Linked DNA regions of Danio rerio: region 1 is linked to region 2. The links are chromatin contacts, called in public Micro-C maps. All regions are on one chromosome and are shown on one strand. The core of a region is the stretch at or near the end of the contact, and the rest is flanking DNA. Distances in the headings are between cores, read along the strand shown. Region 1 has its middle 10 kb from the start of zmp:0000000521. Region 2 holds the start of LOC101885373 (potassium/sodium hyperpolarization-activated cyclic nucleotide-gated channel 2-like).

Region 1 (6,789 bases), core at 3,788-6,287, 300 kb after region 2:
CAATGCGCTTCACAATCATGAGGGTGGTTTCTCCACACCACCACCACCAGTGTGCAGCTCCACTTGGATGATGCGATGGCAGCCACAGAACAACGGCGGTAGTCACTCAACACACAACAGCTATAGGTGGAGTGGAGAGAACAGTGAGCGGAGCGTAAGCGGAATGTTAACTGAACACTTGCTTTGGGCAGTTAGCGAGTGAGTGGAGCACACGACCAAGGCGCGGAATGCTTAGCAGAGCTCCACGCTGCTCTGCAACAGGCTAGCGCAGAAATTCCATTAAAAATACTGGGGTTAAATAAACTCACATTTTAAACACACAGCGGGGAGAAATGGAATTTATTCCAGCGCTTCTTGTCCGATCTGATACCAACTATATATCTTATATCTAACAAGCAATGAAGATCGCTGATATTTAAAGAAATCAGATCTTAAAACGTGACAATTTTGTAAATTAAAAGTCTGTGTGCATATACTAGCTAAAACCCTGATCAAACACACCTGAGCCAATGAATAGGACTTGAAGCAGCGCTTGATAATTACAGACAAGTGTGTTTGGTCAAGTTTGCAACTGAAATTAGCAGGAATGTAGGTCTCCAGGAACAGGGTTGGTGACCCCTGAGCTAGTGTGTTTAGTCTGGAGCCATTATTGCCTGTAGTGTATGAGTGTGTGTGTGTGTGTGAATGTGAGAGTGTATGGATGGTTCCCAGTACTGGGTTGCAGCTGGAAGGGCGTCCACTGCATAAAACATATGCCAGAATAGTTGGCGGTTCATTCTGCTGTGGCGACCGCTGATAAATAAGGGACTAAGCTGAAGGAAAATTAATGAGTGAATGATGACAGTCCATAACACCCCATTCACACAGGGCTTCAGCGTCAATGCTTGACTGAAGACGTGTCTTAAGTTGGGGCTGAAATGATCGTCAGAGAAGCGTCAGCCAATGAAATTCAGTCAGCAATACGCCACTGTCTAGCTGGTGTATTTGCATACAGCGATCTGATTGGCTGACGCTTCGGTTGGTGCTTGAAAAGTTGAGCTGGTCCCAACTTCTGTAGCAAGCAATGCCTCTAAAGCGGCGCCGACGGATCCACAATGCAGTTCGGCAACGCCTGACATCACCCATTCAAAGTGAATGGGAAGTGTTGACGCTGACGCCCCGTGTGAACGGGGCGTAATAGTTTACTATTTAAAGATGAGGGACCTCTTGGATTTCATCTAAAATATCTGTTTTGAAGATGAACGAAGGTCTGGGGGATTTGGAATGACATGATTGTGAGTAATTAATGACACAATTTGCATTTTTAGGTAAACTACACTGCAAAAAATGCTTTTCTTGCTTAGATTTGTTGTCTTGTTTCTAGTCCAAGCATCTAAATATTCCTAAACCAAGAAGAATTTTCTAGACAAGCAAAACATATTGTCTTGTTTTGAGAAATAATATGCCAAAATTAAGTGAGTTTTTCCTTAAAACAAGCAAAATAATCTGCCAATGGGGTAAGCAAATTAATCTTGTTTTTTCTTTTGACGTAAGATTATTTTGCTTACCCCACTGGCAGATTATTTTGCTTGTTTTAAGGAAAAACTCACTTAATTTTGGCATATTATTTCTCAAAACAAGACAATATGTTTTGCTTGTCTAGAAAATTCTTCTTGATTTAGGAATATTTAGATGTTTGGACTTGAAACAAGACAACAAATCTAAGCAAGAAAAACATTTTTTGCAGTGTAATGTTTTTAATGAAGGTGTTTTTAAAGTATTGAGTTCCTACACTGGGTTTTTATAGTTCAACAAGCTCTTACATGTCAAAAGATTGAGCAAAATGTAATATTTTCTCAACAACAACAACAACAATTCTCTCAAGTATGCTATTTTTTTAACATGCCCACCAGTGGAAAGACCCAGTGTTATGTTTTATGATGAATTTCCCCATGTCAGCATGTGGCCGAGCTGCATTACAGCTGTTGATGGCTTGTAAATAGCATTCAGAAGAACATATTCTTCACTCCGGGAAATGTTTTTCATGTAAGATCAAGGCTAGTTGGTGCTTGATGGCCGAAGGGAGCATTTATAATGCTGAGCAGAAAATTGAAGATGCAATTTAGTTTTAACACTGAAATGACTGCCTCGCAGTCACTGACAAAACTACAGAAACCAAAACCTGACTGACCGCTCAGAAGACGTGACTTCTGAAATCAAATCCCTGTACCCTCATTCACTATTCCCTACATTTGTGCACTAATATAGTACACTTAAAGGAGTAAATGAAAACAATAAGTGAGTGAATTGGAGCACTGAGTGCACTAAAGGGATTCCATTTTGTTTTTTGATAAATCCCTCAGATGGATTAGAGTCAGATTTTACACTTCTTGGTCGGTTCCTGTGCTAGTTAATTAGTCTAACAATAACAGCATAAAAACACTTTACATTTTGGCCCACACATTTTTGCAGAATTGTTTTAATTCAGCCACATTAGAGTGTTTTCGAGGATGAACCGCCTTATTATGGTCATGCCGCAGCATCTTAATTGGATTCAGGTCAGGACTTTGACTAGGCCACTCCAGTTAGGTTAATTTGGAGAACAGTGGTTTGTTCTGAGCCAATCGGGTATAAAAATACATTCTTAATTTGACTAAAAATATTGTTTTGGTTCCATTTCCAGACTTTAAAGGGTCACGAAACACCAAAACACATTTTTTGAGCTGTTGACAGTCGTATATGTGTCCCACACTGCTAAAAACACTATGAGGACACCTATATTTCACTAAAAAGTGTAAATTGGTTGTTTTTGCGTTATTTCAAGCAAATTCGTACTTCCTGTTTGAAACGAATTTTTGAAGCTGCGTCACGGTCATGACATAATAGCGTGTATTCCAGCGTGCAGACTGGACGTCTGTGCCTGAGTGAGTCTTATTACGTCTTACAGTGTGATACATTAATGCATGAGTAAGGCTTGGTTCAAACCAATCAGCGCGCTCTATTGTGCAACTTCATTAATATTCATTAGTGTCACTGTGTTTACACCACAAAGACGCCACGTTGTGTTGGCAAAACAAGCGTGAAGTGTTGCTTTTATAGTTTCCTGCCGTTAAGTTTTGTTTTCATTTTCTCTCTGTGAGAGCTCAGCTGGAGTCACGTGTGGATTAACAGTGTACGCGACGCTCGACAACAATAACTTACGTGTCTAAGGAGGATTATTGTTTACCTGAGAGCTGTTCTCATCTACAAACGCTGAAATCCGGATTCGCTTGAAGTATTCTCTCCATAAAGACGCGGCTCTAGTTGCTGGTGATTGTCCTGTCTCTACAGATTTGGTAAGTAAATAACTATTGCACTGAGTGCAAACATAGCACCGCATTTTGTGACCGGAATAACACACGCGGCTTTCTGACGCTACCTGCCGTGTACATCTAAGTTTCCGGGAAATGCAGATTTTTTTTTTTCTCTCATTCGCTGTGCGGTATCAAACATTGCATGAAAAATACACGCTTAGAGCTGTTCCTCGAATCAAATATCTCGTTTGTCGTTTGTCATGAATGAATTTCCTGAATGAAAGAGCCAAACTGCAGTTAAAGTCCAACATTTAATAATTTGGCAAATAATTCGACTACAGATGTCCATATAGGTTAAACACCATCACTTTCTCCTGTCTGTGTGTGTGTGTATTTTGACTCTGAAACTCGCGCGTGCACAAATAGACACTCCCACACCATCCCACTTTAGTTCCTCCGACACTCCCCCCTAAACAGAGCTGGACACGCCCACTTATCTGACTTTTTCCTAAGTAGAGGTGTGAAAACACCCTGCTGAAACGAGGGGGTTTCATGGCCCTTTAACAGTCAGAAACCTTACCTGAACCATGCCTGAAAAACATGAAAGCACATTTTTTGTAGTATCTTTGCTTAATTGTATTCTTTTGCGTGTAAATTGATTTTGTTTTATATTAATTTACTTCAAATTTTTGTTTTTACTGAAAATATTATATACCAAACCATACTGAAAAATGTTAGCCTAAAACTGTTACACGAACCAAAGCATGAGCAATTCATTGCATGCCTATATATAAATAACACTTTGAATTTTGGCCCACTTATCTTCGCAGAATTGTTGTAATTCAGCCGCGCTGGAAGGTTTTTGAGCATAAACTGCCTTCTAAAAAAAATTTTAGTGGCATTTTTGCTATATTCTATTCATTTGTGCTTTTGCTTGTAAAAATCATATCATATGCCAAACCATACTGAAAAATGATGCCCTAAAACTGTGATACGAACCAAACTGTGAGCAAAATATTGCATCCCTATATGTAAATAACACTTTGAATTTTAGGTGGTCCGGCTGGAAGATGACTAGCTAAAACCAGCTTGACCAGCCTAGCCAGGCTGGGAGCCCAGCTAACCAGCTATGTCCAGCTTAAACCAGGCTGGTCAAGCTGGTTTTAGCTAGATTTAGCTAGGACCAGGGTGAAAATGGCTGGAAACCAGCCTGGAAATGGCCAAAACCCATCTAAAACCAGGCTGGTCAACCAGCTAAAACCACCCAACCACCCTAGTCTGGTTTAAGCTGGATTTTTCAGCAGGGTTGATGTCAATTACATCACATCATCCTGTTTTTTTGTTTTTGTGGCCCTAAAACTGCGATACGAACCAAACCATGAGCAATTTATTGCGTCTCTATATGTAAATACCACTTTGAGAATTGTAAACCCGATTATATTCATTATGACTGCATAAAATGAGCGCATGTAAGCATAAGCAATGCAGAAGTCAGTGTGAAGAAAACACAGACCAAAATAGCAGCAATAAAATGCACATCTCACTCAGAGAGCAGTTTAGTGTAGTTGCTGATGAGAGCGTCGCCTCGGGGAAACTGTTTTATCGCCCGGCTGTTTTTGTTCGACGGCCCTGAGTCACTTTATGGAGGATAGTGATAGATCTTGACTGCCGAGATGACCTCCAAAAAAAGCCATCCAGTCAGTTAGTAACTGGATTTTTATTAGCAGGATGAAGAACACAACACAGAATGAGAATGTAGTTAGCGCCGTCTGGGGTATTTTGAGTTATAAATTGCACAAGGCCTGTAAACAACATGTGTGACTCAGCCGAGAGACATGAGACATCCTTGAAATCCCAGTGATTCATTGCTCAGCATCCAAAACCTGAAGTTAACAGAAATTAAACAGGAAAAATTAGATCTTGAAGTCAAAGCAATGACTTCGGCACTGCTTATTTAGTTCAGTTCATATGATGAGGCACTCATTTTATGCACATTACATTTAATCATATTTAGGATGCTGAAAGTGTTATTTATACACTGTTGAAGACGATTATTAGCTCTCCTGTGAAGTTTGACTTATTTTTAAAATCGTCTCGAGTGATGTTTGACACATTTTTAAATAGATTTAAAGAAACTACTGCAATGACTGTACACATACGTACACACACACAAACACACACACACACACACACACACAAATAAAACTGAGGCTTTTTGTAATGTTTAGAATCCAATTGTCAATATATTTTGCTGAAATATCATGCAAATTAAATGCTAATTAATTAGTTAAAACATACATGTTTATATATAAAACATAAGTTGTATATAGATGTCTAAGATCATCGAGATCAGGGGTCAACAAACTTGTTGCAGGAGGGCTGGGATGCGTCCAAAACCGCATACTTCCATACTATATAGTGCGCTAAAATCAGGGTGCGAACCAGGTAGTACAGTGGTTCTCAAATTTTTTTCATTAAGTACCACCTCAGAAAAAAAATTGTCACTCCAAGTACCACAAAAATGAGCAGTATTTAAATACAGTAGTGTAGTAGGCCCAGTAAAGCAGCTACAACTCTGCACAGTTAAACAAACGTGGCAGATTACCTCAGAAATATAGGCTATATGTCATATATGGCACATTATATACATAATTTTTGATACATTTTGAAATATATGTAGCATGTACATGACATATTTCATTCCTCCGCGTACCACTAGAAGGAAGCCCGCGTACCACTAGTGGTACACGTACCACAGTTTGAGCACCACTGAGGTAGTATGTCCGAATTCATAGAATTCGAAAATCAGTATGCGAGAAGTACCCGGATGACTTAGTACTTCGGGCGAGATTCTGGAGTGCGCATCCCATGCATGCTGCGCTATGCCATAATGACCCGCGAGAGAATTCATGAATGGAAGTGAAGCGATGCAACTGACCCAGGTAGGTCACGTGACCATGACAAAATGGCGGATGTAGTACGTCCAAATTCCATTCATACTTTTCACATTCATACTGTATAGAACGTACTTTTCTAACGGCCGAGTAGTACGTTTAAATTCAAATGCAGTACCTACTGAGTAGTAGGCGGTTTCGGACGCAGCCCTGGGGCCTCATGTACGAAGACTTGCGTGGAAATCTAACTAAAACATTGCGTACGCCGAATTCAGATGTATGAAACACTGCGTACGCCGAATCCCACGCATATTCTTTTGTACATCTGAATGAACGTGAAACTGAGCGCAACATGCACGAGCACAAAACCCCTCCCTGCCTCCTCCCCCGTATGAATATGCTAATGACTATGCTAATGGCAAAACCCAACGAAAAAGCAACGGCAAAAGCAAGCAAGAAGAGAAACTTTGAACAGAATGTGAATTGGAGGTGCTGCTTTCGGAGGTAGACCGGAGAAAAGCGGTGTTATTTGCAAGTTTGTTCTCCGGAATTAACAACAAAAGAAAAAATAGAGTGGGAGAGTTTAGCTGATGCGGTTAACACAGTTGGGTCTGAACATCGCA
Region 2 (6,269 bases), core at 3,489-5,988:
TTTACCTTTTTTGTAGTAAAAACTGCAAATATGGAGGACAATACACCAAAACACGGTGGTTACTACAATTTTACTAACATGTAATTTATGTAAGAGAACGAAAAGTTAAATGGTAAAAAGTTTACTATGACTTTGCATATCTATAGTTTGACCATTGGATTTGAACTAAAACTGTGGTTATATGGAAGACAATCCACCAAAATACCATGGCTAACACAATTTTACTATAATTTAATTCATGTAAGGGAACAAAAAGGTTTAGAGTAGCTATAATTTTTTGCAGATATTAGCATAGTTTTACCATTGTATTTGTAGTAAAACTGTGGTTATATGGAAGAAAATCCACCAAAATACCATGGTAACTACAATTTTACTATAATCTTATTTATATAAGGGAACAAACTGTTAAATCTTAACGTTGTTTCTGTAAATGTAAGCATGGTTTTACTGTTTGTTTGCTTTATTTGTAGTAAAATTGGGGTTATTTTATAGACCGTATACCAAAAATACTGTGGTTACAACACTTTTACTAGAATTTTTATTTATGTGAGGGAACAAACTGTTAAATGGTAACAAATTAACTATGAATTTGCATATCAAAGCATCGTTTTACCACTGTATTTGTAGTAAAACTGTGGTTATATGGAAGACAACAGACTAGAAATACTGTGGTTACTACAATTCTACTACAATTTAATTATGTAAGGGAATAAACTGTTAAATGGTAATACATTAGCTATGTTTTTTGCAAATATCAGCATAGTTTTGCCATTTATTTGTAGTAAAACTGTGGTGATATGGAAGACAATATGTCAAAATACTGCGGTTGTTAAAATCTTACTATAATTTAATTTATGTAAGAGAACAAAAAGTTTTGTGGGAACAAATAAACTATGATGTTGCAAATATTAGCATAGTTTAACCATTTTTTCGCAATAAAACTGTGGTCATAATACACCAAAATGCCATGATTACTACACTTTTATTTCAACTTACTTTATGTAAGGGAACAGAAAGGTAAACAGTAACAAATGAACTATGGTTTTGAAAATCTAAGCGTAGTTTTACCTTTTTTGTAGTAAAAACTGCAAATATGGAGGACAATACACCAAAACACGGTGGTTACTACAATTTTACTAACATGTAATTTATGTAAGAGAACGAAAAGTTAAATGGTAAAAAGTTTACTATGACTTTGCATATCTATAGTTTGACCATTGGATTTGAACTAAAACTGTGGTTATATGGAGGACAATCCACCAAAATACCATGGCTAACACAATTTTACTATAATTTAATTCATGTAAGGGAACAAAAAGGTTTAGGGTAGCTATAATTTTTTGCAGATATTAGCATAGTTTTACCATTGTATTTGTAGTAAAACTGTGGTTATATGGAGGGTAATCCACCAAAATACCATGGTAACTACAATTTTACTATAATCTTATTTATATAAGGGAACAAACTGTTAAATCTTAACGTTGTTTCTGTAAATGTAAGCATGGCTTTACTGTTTGTTTTGTGTGTAGTAAAATTTTGGTTATTTTATAGACCTTATACCAAAAATACTCTGAATACTACAATTTTTTATTTATGTAAGGGAACAAACTGTTAAATGGCAACAAATCAACTATGAATTTGCATATCTGAGCATCGTTTTACCACTGTATTTGTAGTAAAACTGTGGTTATATGGAAGACAACAGACCAGAAATACTGTGGTTACTACAATTCTACTACAATTTAATTATGTAAGGGAACAAATTGTTAAATAGAAATACATTAGCTTGGGTTTTTACAAATATTAGCATAGTTTTACCATTTTTTTGTAATAAAACTGTGGTCATAATACACCAAAATGCCATGATTACTACACTTTTATTTCAACTTACTTTATGTAAGGGAACAGAAAGGTATACAGTAACAAATGAACTATGGTTTTGAAAATCTAAGCGTAGTTTTACCTTTTTTGTAGTAAAAACTGTGCTGATATGGAGGACAATACACCAAAACACAGTGGTTACTACAATTTTACTAACATGTAATTTATGTAAGAGAACGAAAAGTTAAATGGTAAAAAATTAACTATGATTTTACATATCTATGCATAGTTTGACCATTAGATTAGAACTTAAACTGAGGTTATGGAAGGAAATCCACCAAAATACCATGTCTAACACAACTTTACTATGATTTAATTCATGTAAGGGAACAAAAAGGTGTAGGGTAACTATAATTTTTGCAGATATTAGCATAGTTTGACCATTGTATTTGTAGTAAATTTGTGGATATATGGAGGGCAATCCACCAAAATACCATGTCTAACACAATTTTACTATAATCTTATTTATATAAGGGAACAAACTGTTAAATCTTAACGTTGTTTCTGTAAATGTAAGCATGATTTTACCATTTGTTTGCTTTATTTGTAGTAAAATTGTGATTATTTTATAGACATTACACCAAAAATACTGTGGTTACAACACTTTTACTAGCATTTTTGTTTATGTGAGGGAAAAAACTGTTAAATGGTAACAAATTAATTATGATTTTGCATATCTGAGCATCGTTTTACCATTGCATTTGTAGTAAATCTGTGGTTATATGGAAGGAAATACACCAAAATACCATGGTACTGTAACTACAATTTTACTATAATCTTATTTATATAAGGGAACAAACTGTTAAATCTTAACGTTGTTTCTGTAAATGTAAGCATGGTTTTACCATTTTTTTGCTTTATTTGTTGTAAAATTGTGGTTATTTGATAGGCAATACACCAAAAAATACTGTGGTTACTACACTTTTACTATAATTTAATTTATGTAAGGAAAACAAACTGTTAAATCCTTACATTGTTTTGCAGATTTAAGCATGGTGTTACCATTTGTTTGTTTTATTTGTACTAAAACTGTGGTTATGGAGGACAATCCACCAAAATACCATGGCTAACACAATTTTACTACAATTTAATTTATGCAAGGGAACAAAAAGCTGTAGGGTAACTATAATTTTTGCTTATATTAGCAAAGTTTTACCATTGTGTTTGTAGTAAAACTGTGGTTATATGGAGGGCAATCCACCAAAATACCATGGTTACTGCACTTTGACTATACTTTAGTCAAACTGTTAAATGGTAACAAAGTGATTTTGTAAATGTAAGCATGGTTTTTATATTTGTTTGTTTTATTTGTAGTGTGGTTATATGGAAGATGATACACCAAAACACCATGATGACTACAATTTTACTATAATTTAACTTATGTACTGGAACAAAACATTATACGGTAACAAACAATTTTTTTGCTGCCAAAAATTGCATAGTTTTACCATTGTATTTGTGGTAAAAAATGGTTTTATGGAGGACAATCCACCAAAACACCATGGTTTCTACAATTTTACTATATTTTAATTTATGGTAACCAATTGGTAAATCATAACATTGCTTTTGCAGATTTATGCATGGTTTTACCATCTGACTTATTTGTAGTAAAATTGTGGTTATAGATGTTACACCAAAACACTGTGGTTACTACAATTTTACTATAATTTAATTTATGTACCAATGAACCTAAACGAGCACATGTCACTCCGCTGCTAGTCCGTTTGCACTGGCTGCCAGTTGCTGCTCGCATCAAATTCAAAACTCTGATGTTTGCCTACAAAGTGACTTCTGGCCTAGCACCTTCTTATCTGCACTCACTTCTGCAGATCTATGTGCCCTCCAGAAACTTGCGTTCTGTGAATGAACGTCGCCTCGTGGTTCCATCCCAAAGAGGGAAAAAATCACTTTCGCGAACGCTCACGCTCAATCTGCCCAGTTGGTGGAATGAACTCCCTAACTGCATCAGAACAGCAGAGTCACTCGCTATTTTCAAGAAACGACTAAAAACTCAACTATTTAGTCTCCACTTCACTTCCTAAGCTGCAATTGCCTCTTTGAATATCACACTAATTGTACAAAAAAAAACAAAAAAAAAAAAAAAAAAAAAAAAAAAAAAAAAACTACTAACACTTCCCTTCTTAGACTTTACAGACCTGAAACTTGCCTTTAGTACTTATTCATTGTTGCTCTTGGTTGTGTAAATTGCTTCCTTGTCCTCATTTGTAAGTCGCTTTGGATAAAAGCGTCTGCTAAATGACTAAATGTAAATGTAAATGTAAATGTAAATGTATGTAAGGCAACAAACTGTTAAATGGTAATAAATTAACTATGGTTTTTGCAAACATTAGCATAGTTTGATCCTTTATGTGTAGTTAAAAGATGGTTAAATGGAAGACAATACACTAAAATACCCTTGTTAGGGAACAAAATATTAAATTATAGAATTGTTTTGCGGATTTAAGCATGCTTTTACCATTTGTTTGTTTTGTTTGTAGTAAAACGGTGGTTATATGGAAGACAATATGCCAAAATACCATGGTTTATATATTTTGACATTTAATTTATGTACGAGAGTAAAAAGTTAAATCATTAATGTTTTTGCGGATTTAACCACCGGTTTACCATTTGTTTGTATTATTTGTAGGAAAGTGGTTATATGGAAAACAACACACCAACATTTTATAATTTGACTATAATTTAATTGATGTTAGGGAACAAACAGTTAATGACAGTTTCATTTTTGTTGGCAAAGAAATCACGTATAGGTCTCTCTCTTTCTCTCTCCATCTCTCTCTCACCCTTCATCCCCGCTGATTGGTTTCCCGCAAAGATAATTACAGGCCAAATCTGATCCGCTGAATGACATGGACCGGAATGAGCTCTCGCCCGGTTCGGATGTGGCTGCTATGACGAAGAAAGCGGCCCACAAGAGCACGCCCGGGCTCCGCTGCGCCGGCAACAGCAGCACCGCCAAGAGTTGCCTGGACTCCAGCTCGGATGCGAACCCGAAACCCAATCACGTCGTCATGGAGGAGACTGACGACCTGGAGGAGGAATCCAAGTTTCAGCATCCGCGTCTGAGGAGGGCAGGAGGCGGGATTCAGATTAAGAGCTGCGCATCAGGAGGAGGAGGAGGCGCAAATAGGAGCAGCACATCCACGGATGCGCGCCCGGGTGATGCTGCTGCCGTTAAAGGCGGCGGAGGAGGAAGCAAAGCGCCTACCGTAGTGGCCACCGTGACGGTAGAGGCTTATAATGCGTCCGAAGTCGACGGTAATCCGTCAGCAGCGCTTTCCAGCATGAAATGCAACAAGAACGGGGAGTGCAGGCGGGACTCCGGCACCGGGAGCCTCCGGTCCATTATGTCCAAACCGGACTCGGGCAAGCGGGCTACGTGCAATTCAACGACCAGCATGGATGGCACCATCACGCCGGGGCAGGACGCGTCGAACCCCGGTGCGCTCCCGGAGAAGAAGGACTCCAAAGTGTCCTTTTCCAACGCGCCCAGCAGGAAAGCCTCGTCCTCCATCCACGGTGGACAGCAGCAGCAGCCCCGGAACTCGGTGACCTTCCTCAAATCTGAGGATGGAGCCCCGGAGGACACCGAGACCCGGGGCAGCCAGGCGAGCTTCATGCAGCGGCAGTTCAGCAGCATGTTGCAGCCCGGGGTCAATAAATTCTCGCTGCGCATGTACGGGAGCCAGAAGGCGGTGGAGAAGGAGCAGGAGCGCGTCAAGTCGGCCGGCAACTGGATCATTCACCCCTACAGCGACTTCAGGTAGGAAACTTTCTTTGGACATGTCTGGAAAGCCTTTGATTTTGGTGCAATGATTCCTTTGGATTTGCTAAATTTTTTTATTGCAAACAATTTATATGGGCTGAATAGCAACAAACATGTTAAATTTAGTAATGTTCAACTTGGTTTGTTTGAATAAATTCAGCCCATTTAAATGGTTTACTACCACTTACCTTAAAAATGTGGTAAATCCAAAGATTTTCCAGTGATATGGTGTTATTTGCCCTCCTGTGAGTTTTTGTTTTTCACCAAAAATATTTTCCAGGTGCATTTTAACTGTGAGGTTTTAGTTTTCTACACGTTTTCGTTGGATTTACTATTATTATTTGCATGCAAACAATTTAAATGGGCTGAATTTAAACAAACAAATTAAATCAAACATTACTAAATCTTAGTTGTTTGCTTAAATTCAGCCATTTACTTTACAAAATTTGGTAAACCCTTTTTTTATAACTGATTATTTCTAATAACCATTTTTTTAGTCTTTAGATGACAGCACATAATATTTTACTAACTGATTTGTAAAATGCTAGTATTCAGTGCCATTTAAAGCCTTGACTAAGTTAATTGGGTTAATTATTGCAAGTTA

Evidence for each region. A called contact is a pair of places that touch in the nucleus more often than the background predicts.
Region 1: a Micro-C map of caudal fin shows a contact between it and region 2, with 6 times the contacts expected there. The contact joins the enhancer-like site here to the promoter of LOC101885373 in region 2. A contact is called at or near these places in 1 of 18 Hi-C or Micro-C datasets (caudal fin) and 1 of 4 datasets of contacts at active chromatin or transcription factors (caudal fin).

What each region holds. Positions count from the first base shown.
Region 1 is chr2:58,469,379-58,476,167 of GRCz12tu, forward strand. No RefSeq gene overlaps it. Among named protein-coding and RNA genes, the nearest start is that of zmp:0000000521, 10 kb to the right of the region's middle. Within about 2 kb of position 5,038, at least 1 of the 62 cell types and tissues checked has an H3K27ac peak or open chromatin away from gene starts, as enhancers often do. A contact at or near this core is called in caudal fin, where this site is marked.
Region 2 is chr2:58,172,765-58,179,033 of GRCz12tu, forward strand. It overlaps LOC101885373 (potassium/sodium hyperpolarization-activated cyclic nucleotide-gated channel 2-like), which reads left to right and starts at 4,739. Exons shown (of 9, transcript XM_073931626.1): 1 at 4,739-5,662. The coding sequence starts at 4,749.